2 separate regions of the Zea mays genome follow, and region 1 is linked to region 2. The links are chromatin contacts, called in public Hi-C maps. All regions are on one chromosome and are shown on one strand. Each heading gives the region's core, a stretch centred on a gene start, on an enhancer-like site or on the middle of the called end of the contact. The rest is flanking DNA. Distances are from core to core; before and after follow the strand shown. Region 1 holds the start of LOC100501929 (resistance to phytophthora 1). Region 2 holds the start of LOC103630344 (autophagy-related protein 18h).

Evidence for each region. Hi-C and Micro-C count contacts between places; a contact is called where the count stands out from the background.
Region 1: a Hi-C map of leaf shows a contact between it and region 2, with 9 times the contacts expected there. The contact joins the promoter of LOC100501929 here to the promoter of LOC103630344 in region 2. A contact is called at or near these places in 3 of 25 Hi-C or Micro-C datasets (ear, leaf and tassel).

The regions. Positions count from the first base shown.
Region 1 is chr6:157,023,761-157,029,641 of Zm-B73-REFERENCE-NAM-5.0, forward strand. LOC100501929 (resistance to phytophthora 1) reads left to right here and starts at 3,097. Exons shown (of 6, transcript NM_001196567.2): 1 at 3,097-3,380; 2 at 4,146-4,346; 3 at 4,701-4,911. The coding sequence starts at 3,156.
Region 2 is chr6:156,780,649-156,786,010 of Zm-B73-REFERENCE-NAM-5.0, forward strand. LOC103630344 (autophagy-related protein 18h) reads right to left here and starts at 2,729. Exons shown (of 9, transcript XM_008651404.4): 1 at 2,126-2,729; 2 at 160-621; 3 at 1-52. The coding sequence starts at 2,299.

The DNA of each region.
Region 1 (5,881 bases), core at 1,847-4,346, 240 kb after region 2:
CCTCTGGGCCCCTAGCCGACCCCCAACGAACGGGGCACGGACGTCCACTCGGATTACCCGCTTGCAGCTCACCGGAGACACCATGTTCGGTGCCCATCGAGGGTAACATGGCGCTCTCCCCCCTCCTCCTTGCGGAAAGGCGACGTAGGGGCGTATGTAAAAAAAGCCGAGTCTGTCCCTGATCGCCCTCTCGCCCTGTGCGGAGGCTCGGGGGCTGCTCTCGCAAACCCGGCTCCGGCCGAACCGTTGACAGCGTCAACATACCAGCCCGAGAACTTGGGCCCCGACCGTGCTCCCGGGCTACGGCCAGTTCGCATGAGGGAACCACCAGACCAGCCGAAGCATTACGCAAGGCGTTAAGACCTCGAAGGAGTGAAACCACTCCTCCGAGGCCTCGGGGGCTACACCCGGCGGGTGCGCTCGCGCGCACCCACCGGAACAAAATGCAACCGAGAAAGACTGGTCCCCTTGCAAAAAAGTGCGAGGAAAGCCTCCAAGCGAGTGCTAACACTCCCTTCGAGGCTCGGGGGCTACTGTCGGGGACCATAATTAGGGGTACCCTCAAGACGCCTAATTCTCAGCTGGTAACCCCCATCAGCATAAAGCTGCAGAGGCCTGATGGGTGCGATTAAGTCAGGGATCAGTCCATACGAGCGACTCGATCACGCCTCGCCCGAGCCTAGCCTCGGGCAAGGGCAGCCGACCCCGAGGGGTTTCCGTCTCGCCCGAGGCCCCCCTTTTTACGACGGACACATCTCCGGCTCGCCCGAGGCCTTGCCTTCGCTAAGAAGCAGCCCTGACTAAATCGCCGCGCCGACCGACCGAGTCGCAGGAGCATTTAACGCAAAGGTAGACTGACACCTTTATCCTGACGCGCGGCCCCCGGCAGAGCCGAAGTGACCGCCGTCACTTCGCCGCTCCACTGACCGGTCTGACAGGAGGACAGCGCCGCTTGCGCCACTCCGACTGCAGTGCCACTTGACAGAGTGAGACTGACAGGCAGTCAGGCCTTGCCAAAGGCGCCATAGGAAACTCCGCTTCGCCCGACCCAGGGCTCGGACTCGGGCTAAGGCCCCGGAAGACGGCGAACTCCGCTCCGCCCGACCCAGGGCTCGGACTCGGGCTAGGCCCCGGAAGACGGCGAACTCCGCTCCGCCCGACCCAGGGCTCGGACTCGGGCTAGGCCCCGGAAGACGACGAACTCCGCTCCGCCCGACCCAGGGCTCGGACTCGGGCTAAGGCCCCGGAAGATGGCGAACTCCGCTCCGCCCGACCCAGGGCTCGGACTCGGGCTAAGGCCCCGGAAGATGGCGAACTCCGCTCCGCCCGACCCAGGGCTCGGACTCGGGCTCAGCCCCAGAAGACGACGAACTCCGCTCCGCCCGACCCAGGGCTCGGACTCGGGCTCAGCCCCAGAAGACGACGAACTCCGCTTCGCCCGACCCCAGGGCTCGGACTCCGCCCTGGCCTCTACCGAACAACCTCCGCCTCGCCCGACCCAGGAGCTCGGGCTCGGGCTCGGCCATGGAAGACAGACTCGACCCCGGCTTCGGAGGAGCCTCCACGTCGCCCGACCTAGGGCACAGGCCCGCCACGTCAACAGGAAGCGCCATCATCACCCTACCCCGAGCCGACTCGGGCCGCAGAGAACAAGACCGGTGTCCCATCTGGCTAGCTCCGCCAGATAGGCAATGATGGCGCCCCGCTAGCCCAGTGACGACGGCGGCTCTCAGCTCCCTTACGGAAGTAGGGGGACGTCAGCAAGGACCCAACCGCTCCGACAGCTGTCCCTCCGCCAGGCTCCGTTGCTCCTCCGACAGCCACGACACCACACCAGCAGGGTGCCAAGATCTCTCCGGCTGCCACATTGGCATGTACTTAGGGCGCTAGCTCTCCCCCGCTAGACACGTAGCACTCTGCTACACCCCCATTGTACACCTGGATCCTCTCCTTACGCCTATAAAAGGAAGGACCAGGGCCTTCTTAGAGAAGGTTGGCCGCACGGGGACGAGGACGGGGCAGGCGCTCTCTTGGGGCCGCTCGCTTCCCTCACCCGTGTGGACGCTTGTAACCCCCTACTGCAAGCGCACCCGACCTGGGCGCGGGACGAACACGAAGGCCACGGGATTCCCACCTCTCTCATGCCCGTCTCCGGCCACCTCGCTTCCCCCCTTCGCGCTCGCCCACGCGCTCGACCCATCTGGGCTGGGGCACGCGGCACACTCACTCGTCGGCTTAGGGACCCCCCGGTCTCGGAACGCCGACAAGAGCCTAAAACATTGGTCTCATATTCTCATATGACCAGATTTCTCACCAAATGACTAAATGGAGCAACTGGCACTCTCTGAATTTGAACCTAGGTGTCTCACTGTCAATGTCTAAATTTGAACCTAGGTGCCTCATTGTCACTAAAAACATGAACATGGGCTAGGCGTTGGCTACTGGAAACCTGAACCTCGGATGGACGCTGGCTGCTGGAGGATGGTGGAGGGAGGAGGGGGCAGAGGAGAGGAGAGGAGAGGCAGGGCACTGGCTGTTAGAGGATGGTGGATGGAGGATGTGGCACTAGCTGGATGCTGGCGTTTACCGCTGGATGACATAGGGTTTTCTATTTTTTTTTGGCTCAAGAAAAGCCCATAAACGAGTAGAACGTATTAAACGCATGTAAAACACTTTAAAACGTGTCGAGGACGCTTAAGCAATGTTAACGGAAGTTCTACACCATTTTGTTAAAACACCAAGACGTTTTAACTCTAAATCACGTTTTGTCGTTTAAACGGCGCTTAAACAACGTTTTAATAAAAATGATTGGGTGGGCATGTGCACACAGGCGAGGCCGGCTGGATATGTCTATTTTGAGTGTATCTCCGGATGCAGCTAAAATCACTTTTTTTGCATCTGCTAATGCTACGCATCTTGAGTATACAATCAAACAGCAACTCAGATAAAGACAACTTATGTGGTGTCTTATAGTTATATGGTGCGGGTAACGGATAGGAATTGCGTCAGGAGCCTCGTCGTCCGGAGCCACAGGCCTGGAGACGTCCTGGATAAGGTGACCAGCCGCTGCGATAGGGGCGCGTGTGAACCCCGTCGCGCCACACGGATGGTATAAGAGTAAAGACAACCTTTTCGCCGAACCCCCCCTCGGAAGGATGGCGGCGGCGGTTTCCAGGGCCATCTGCGTCCAGAAACCGGGCTCCAAATGCAGCAGGGACAGGGAAGCGACCTCCTTCGCCCGCCGAACGGTCGCGGCGCCGAGGCCCCCGCGCGCCAAAGCCGCCGGCGTCATCCGCTCCGACTCCGGCGCGGGACGGGGCCAGCAGTGCTCGCCGCTGAGGGCCGTCGTTGACGCCGCGTCGATACAGACGACCAAAAAGGTATCCCTTGCAGCCCTTAGAAACTGAATTCGCGAGGCAGCCAGCAATAGCCGGGAACATTTTTGATTGGCCGGATACATGTATGTTGCTGTGACTGCTGAGATGAAAATTAACGGACAGGAAACACATAAATAAACGACAGCCAAGCCATCCGTGCGCTCTCCTTGTGGTTTCTGCAGGCTGCAGCAGCTGCCACCCCCGCGCCACATGGACGCACGGTGGACGGTGCTCTGCCTCTCCCGCGAACGCCGTGACCGGGTACTAGCTAGCTTAGCGGAGACGGACGGCCGCGCGCCCGCGGATTTGCGGAAGCTGTGTCGCCGGCCGTGCTGCTATCTATCCCATCGTCTAACAGGCGACCCATCCAGTCAGTGGTCAGTAGGAGAGAGAAGAACTAACTCCAGCGTCCGATCGGGACGCCACTCGCTCGCTCACAAGCAAGACACTAGCTACTCTCAACTACAACAACGCTAGTAAAGCCTAAACACACACACACACACACACACAAGCAAAGCGAGCAACGTACGTTCGTCAGCGCGTCCTTGTGAGTTGTGAAACAGAAAGCGCGCGCTATAGCTATAGCTAACATTATTCTATTATAATTTAGCTAACATTATTCTATTATGATTATTTACTTTAGAAAGGATGAATTCTAAAGTTCAATTATTTATCAAAGGTATTTATTTTGATTTTGATTATTATTATTATTATTATTTTCTCTAAAGATTTTTCTTAAATCACAAGTTAAGATTTTGGTTGTTACAGAGCAAATGGCGCCTCAGTCTCCCGCGCGCAAGCTACAACGGTTCAGGGTCCGGTGCTGCGGCGGCTGAGCCGTCTACCGTGGGAGACACCTTGGAACGGGAGGAGGGCGGCGGCACAGAGGCAGGCGCTTCGGCTGATGAGTCATCCAACCGGAAGCAGCCGCCCCCTGTTGACCCCAAGATTGAGAAGGAGCTCAAGAAGGTTCCTTTGCTTCCTTTGTTCCCTTGGTTTATCAGTCTTTTTTTTTTCTTGGCTAAATTCTATGAACTTACGCGACAAGAGCTACCTTGCAATTTGTAGGCAAAGGAATAATTGGTGTATATGATTTACTATCAGTCTAGATTTGTCTTTCTTTTTTTACGCAGTACGTATTACGTAGTTTAGAACATTTAAAAAAAACGGTCACTCTTCACTACTAATACAGCTAACAAAACTCACCATTGAATCAACCAATTTTACTCACCATTGGATCAACCGATTTTATATGGGTGCAACACAGTTGTAATTCCTTATACTGAATACTGATTGTAGTTATGGTTCATTGTTGAACAACAGGTAGTTCAGAAGACTGCGGCAACCTTTGCACCAAGGGCGTCCACGAAAACAAAGAACCCTGCTGTCCCTGGAAGTACCCTGTACACCGTCTTTGAAGTCCAGGGCTATGTTTCCATGCTGTTGGGCGGAGCACTTTCCTTCAATCTCATATTCCCATCGAATGAGCCAGACATCTGGAGGTTAATGGGAATGTGGTCCATTTGGATGTTCAGTAAGTAAGAATTTTGCAAGTTTTGTTCTTAGTAAGAGCACATCGTTGATATGGTCTACTAGAGCCTGATGTTTATCTTTGTATTGCAGTCCAAAACTGTGCTTTGTTTCCTACACTGGATAATATAAGTGATTGATTTATTGTGTCACTTCTACATAGTTGAGATCTTTATGATATTGGTGCATGTTGTATTTATTGCACCATGATTGTTTGGATGCACATTTATCCATCTAGGAGCAGATTGGAGTGAAATTTAGTTTAACTTTCACTTCGACACATGCGAATTGAGATAAATGCATGTGCATACAAACGAGCCTTAGATGAATTAACGACACATATGACCTATCTACCCATGTATCTCTTGATATTATTATAACTAGCATTTCCATTAAGGACCTATTCGTTCTAATCTCAATCTAAATGAATTGAAGGGGGATGGGAGGGATTTGATCCCTTACAAGTCAAAATAGTGTTTCATCCTCTCCAATACACTTAGATTGGGGATGAAATGAACTAGTCCTAAGTGTTTGTTCTGTTTGGTGTGGAACAAGTCCTAAGGGTTTGTTCTGTTTGGTGGGGACTGAAGGGGAATTGAAACTTGAAACGGTTGACGAGGCTGAAATCTCCAACAAGTCATTCCCTTCAATCCCCCTAAGGGCTTGTTCGGTTATTTTCAATCCATATGAATTGGAGGGGATTGATACGGATTGGGGGAGATTTTGACTTACTAGGGATTGAAATCCCCCTCAATCCATATGGATTGGGATAGAACCGAACAAGCCTTAAGGGTTTGTTCGGAGGAATGCTGTCTGAGGATGATTTCAAATGTGTCCAAGGGTATTGCATAGGCTTCAATGGTGAAGCTTTCATTGTTGATGTTGATTGATGCCTGCCGATTGATCCCCTGGCAGAACAACGGGTCGCATTAGCCACCTTAACATGGCGCCCTAGTGTTGGTTCCAATGTAATC
Region 2 (5,362 bases), core at 1,479-3,978:
ATGACAAGACGCTGAGCTTGTTCTCAAGAGTAACAGCGTCAAAGCAGTAGATCTGAAATGTAGTAAAATGAGTATTTAGAATTCCTATGCAAGAACATCATTTTTGTCAACTCCAGTTTGCACTACAAAATATAAATGAATGTGCAGAGAGAAACTTACTTGTGCTGCAAGTGCTACAGCAACAATCCTAGGACTGCAGCGAACTAAATATACAGCAGACCGGAATCGAAGAACATGTACATAGGTGTGAGACTTCAAAGAGTAGAAACGGACAACTGTTGGGGTTGAAATGCAATTTACAGCTTGATGCTCACTGTTTGTGTCTCTGATAAGAGCACTTAAGCGACCACCTTGAATCGCACCCAGGCCGTTTGTCTCATCACCAGCAACAACTAGAAGCATGGGATGTGATGCTCTGAATCCTTCAATGCCTTCAGAGCCGACTGGAGTGGGTTGCATTTGTAAAAACGTAACTGGGCCATCATGTTTTGAGACCAATTCACAAACATTTGCAGCATCCTCAACATCAAGCACTTGAAACCCATTTGAATAACCAACAAGCAGGACATGCTTGAATGATGATGGATGAAGCTCTAGTTTATCGAATCCAGCCCACAAAACCTGTTTATAGATGGGTTAACAAGATTGAATTTGTGTATAAATTAGCAGAAATAGACAGTGGCAAACATTTTTCCAATCAAAATTGTTAATAGAAAAACTGAGTTGAGTCAAGCATTAACTAAACTTGGAGAGACAGCATTTTGTTATCCAGGCAAAATTTAAGAACACTGAAGAAAAATCCAGAAGTCAAAAACTGTTGCCAACAATAACATAGGTGACCAATATGAGCACATAAGAATTCTACTGAGCTACTACACAAATGACTTCGCTGTTCACTAAACAGCCATTTAGCCCATTTAAACACTATTTAGACGCCACACAATGGCTACTCGTGTCCATTAATCAGACACTTATCCTGTTTAAGTGCCCATTTAGACCATTTAAACTGTCATTTAGCTCAAATAAAACAGCTAAAACATAGGTGACCAACTCCTTAATGTTTAAGATATGGGTGAACACTGACCTAAACTGTACTCTCCGACCTTTTCACTTCAGAGAAAATGTCCATTCCAGCAATTTACTACCTTCTAAGGGCAAGTTTGGAAGCACGGCAATCTATCCAAAACCCATGTAAATTAAAGACCACAATTCTTTTCCAGCCTAAGATGGAAATTGCTGCTTGGATGACCGGTGAGCTCACTAAAACTACACCTGTTTTGGGCTAAAACCATCAGGGGGAAAAAACATGAATGGAGATCCAGGAAAAAAACGAGAAACATCAGGCTCCTCCAGTGCATCTCGCATGTTTGTCTCAGCAGCTGCGATCGCAGCCCGGTTCCCCGAGTGCCGTCTCAACAATGGCGCCCAGCTCTGCGTCCTTCTGCAGCAGTGCTGTTACCAACATGCTCGCCGAGGCACCTGCCAGGGAGGACGCATCGGCCATGCTGAGCGACAGCGGGAGCAGCGGGTTGGCAGTGGTGTCATCGGACATGGTGAGGAGCATCCCCAGCTATGGGCTCTTGGTGTAAAGGCAAAGTTGTCGGTGTTGGTCCTTGCGGCTTCGAGGTTGTCATTACAGGTGAAAAACAGTATGATGCTTCCAAACATAACCTAACTAGTTAAACTGAATTCATGGTCAACTCACTTAAAGCTGCCTCCATTAATTGCCACTGGAATTTCGGAAGTACAAGAACATAAGATCTAGCTCACTAGATTACTCAACCTCCTACTGCAAAATGGCATTATTGAGTACACGGTTGCAAGGGTAACAATCAACATATTCTAGTAATTTATAACTTTTCCTATCCAGTGGGCAGTGGTTAATGATCAATTCAATTGAAGAGCCAGGAATTGCCACCAGAACGATGAATCGAATGGAATAGAGGAAGTGCGTCCAGGCATTACTCAAACCTACTACTGCAGAATGCTACAATTGAGTATATCATTGCAAGCAAGCACAGCACTGAAGTTAGCAAACCCCAGCGCCCACAGTCATCTGCACTAGCAGCGTAAATAAGAAAAAAGAGATATTTGAAGAAATGGAGGCAGGGGCGGGGCAGTGGACCTGATCCTTCTCGTCCTCTGCCTGGGAGGAGATGGATGCGGCGACGGAGGCGCCGGCCGAGCGCACGCTGGACGCGACGGAGCCGGCGTTGGAGGTCACCGTCTTGAGGCAGGACGATATGATCCGCAGCGAACTCGGCAGCAACCCATTCCTTGCCCCCTTCCCCCGCCTCATCCCTCCCCGCCGCTCCCTCACCTCCTCTCCCTGCCCCAGCCCGGAGACCAGCACAAGCACCCGCTCCGAGTCCAACTTCCCCGCCGCCACCGCTCCTACAACCCCCGCCCCGCAATCCCGCCGCTGCCCATCCACGATCGCCGCCTCCGGGGCTGGCGAAAGCCAGTACCATCCGAGTGCCGCCGCCCCTCACTGCCTCCGATCCCCGCTGCCGCCGCAATCCGCAGACTCAGCTGGCCACCATATCCCTCCTCCCCTCGCACACCTCTTCCTCGCCGCTCGTCGTCCCTTCCCCTCCGACGCCGACCAGAACCGAAATTCAACAACTCCCTGGGCCCTGGCTTCCTTCACCCTTTTCCCTTCTCTCTCCTCGCTGTTGCTTTCGTGTGCCTATCTCCCTCCCTCGCCCTTAAATAATCCCAAGAAATCCCACCCGGTTTGCCTCTCCCCACCCGGCTTCGCGTCCCCGGAGCAAACTCTCTTCCACCCAGGGCCCACTGCCTATCCGCGAGTGCACGAGGCTTTCCTCGGGTGCCCGTGGCGAGGGCACGGGGAGTGAGCTTTGCACGCAAGGGGAATACGAGGGGATAGATCCCTTGCCAAGCGGGTTTCCTCCGCCGCTGCGACCTACTCCTATACGCTGTCCCCGTGAAGTTCGGCGCCCTCTCGGCCCGGGCTTGCCTTCCAAGCCGCGCGCGGCTGCCGAGAAAACTGCGCGGCGCACGGGCCGAATTTTTTTTTTGTATTTTAGCCCTTAAACAGAAGTAAAATCACGTTTAGACCTAAAAAAATTTTAAATACAGTTTTGGCCCCTTAGCTCGGCGACATAGCATGTGGCGCCGAGCTAACACAGCTCGGCGCCACAGCCTATGGCGCCGAGCTGTGACGTGGCAGCAACGGCTAGTTTCGTCCAGGATTGACCTGGCTCTGACGTGGTGGCGGCGCGGCCTCGTAGCTCGGTGCCACAGATCTTGGCGCCGAGCTACGAATTCCTATAAAAACGCCCGCGCGGCTGGCCGAGAGCAGCTCATTTCATCCCATTTTCAAACTTCGCCAAAATTTGATGGATTCAAATATTTGAGTTGGTTCACTTCGTAGACCAAGGTATGATTTCCAACTGATTCGTTTTGTATATTGGGTTGTTAGTTTAATAATTTGTATACACCTATTATATTATCATTTCGATTATTAGTTTGTGTAAACTTATTATAAAGCATAATAGGTACAAGTGATAATTATAATCGTTTATTAGATAAAAGACATGTACCGAGAGGCGTTGTGGCAGAAGAGAGGTCGTCCTCGGGAGTTATATCCGGACGTATCTAGTAAGGATGCTCCTGTTCCTCCTGAACTCCCCGTGCCTGAGAGCACCTAGAGGGGGGGTGAATAGGTGATCCTGTAAAAACTTAACTTATAGCCACAAAAACTTGTTAGAGGTTAGCACAATAATTGCCAAGTGGCTAAAGAGAAGATCTTGCACAATACGACAATCACAGAGAATTCAACACAGAGGAGACACGGTGATTTATCCCGTGGTTCGGCCAAGTACAAAACTTGCCTACTCCACGTTGTGGCGTCCCAACGGACGAGGGTTGCAATCAACCCCTCTCAAGCGGTCCAAAGACCCACTTGAATACCACAGTATTTTGCCTTGCTTATCTTTATCCCACTTGCGAGGAATCTCCACAAATTGGAGTCTCTCGCCCTTACACTTAAGATTCACAAAGAAGCACGGAGTAAGGGAGGGAAGCAACACACACAAATCCACAGCGAAACGCGCACACACACAGCCAAGATTCGAGGTCAAAGACTATCTCACAGTTTCTCACAAGAACAGAGCTCGAATCACTTAGAATCACAAACGGATGCGCAAAGACTGAGTGTGGATGATCAAGTATGCTCAAGAGTTGCTTAGTGTTCTCCTCCATGCGCCTAGGGGTCCCTTTTATAGCCCCAAGGCAGCTAGGAGCCGTTGAGAACAAATCTGGAAGGCCATCTTTGCCTTCTGTCGTCGGGCGCACCGGACAGTCCGGTGCACACCGGACACTGTCCGGTGCCCGATTTATTTCCTTAAACAGCACAGCCGACCGTTGCCGACCGTTGCAGATCTGGCGCACCGGACAGTCCGGTGCACACCGGACAGTCCGGTGCTTCCTTCCGACCGTTGGCCAGACCACGTGTCGCGCGCAGATTCCGCGGCCGACCGTTGGCTCGGCCGACCGTTGACTCACCGGACAGTCCGGTGCACACCGGACAGTCCGGTGAATTTTAGCCGTACGCCGTCAGCAAATTCCCGAGAGCGGGCTCTTCGGCCGAGGGAGCCTGGCGCACCGGACACTGTCCGGTGCACCACCGGACACTGTCCGGTGCACCACCGGACAGTCCGGTGCCCCAGACCGAAACAGTCCCTTGGCTGTACACAGCCAAGTCTTCTCTTATCTTCTTCTATCTGTTTCTAACACTTAGACAAATATATTAGTACACAAAACCAATGTACTAAGACTAAGAAACATACCTTTGTTGTAGATTTGCACTTTGTTCATTCATGGGCATTGGTTCACATCTAAGCACTTGTGTTGACACTTAATCACCAAAATACTTAGAAATGGCCCAAGGGCACATTTCCCTTTCAATCTCCCCCTTTTTGGTGATTTATGCCAACACAACATAAAGCAACTAGAACAAGTGCAAAATCACTTCAAATAAAAACTCAAATTGGTTTTGATTCAATTTTGGCATATATGGATCATCCTTTGCCACCACTTGGTTTGTTTTTGCAAATCAAACTCAAATCTCTATTTCTATGTCAAACACACATGTTGAGGCATAAAGAGAGTCATTCCAAAAGAGATTGATCAAGGATTTTAAAAACTCCCCCTATTTCCCATAATCAACACTTCTCCCCACAAGAAGCCAACTTTTGACAATAGAGACAATAAGAGACAATAAAAGCTTTTGACAAAACAAAAACTCACAAAAACTTTATTCTACTATTTTCAAAATCTCTCAAGTGGTAGCTGATCCATTTATTACTTTGGCCTTTATTTTCTCCCCCTTTGGCAT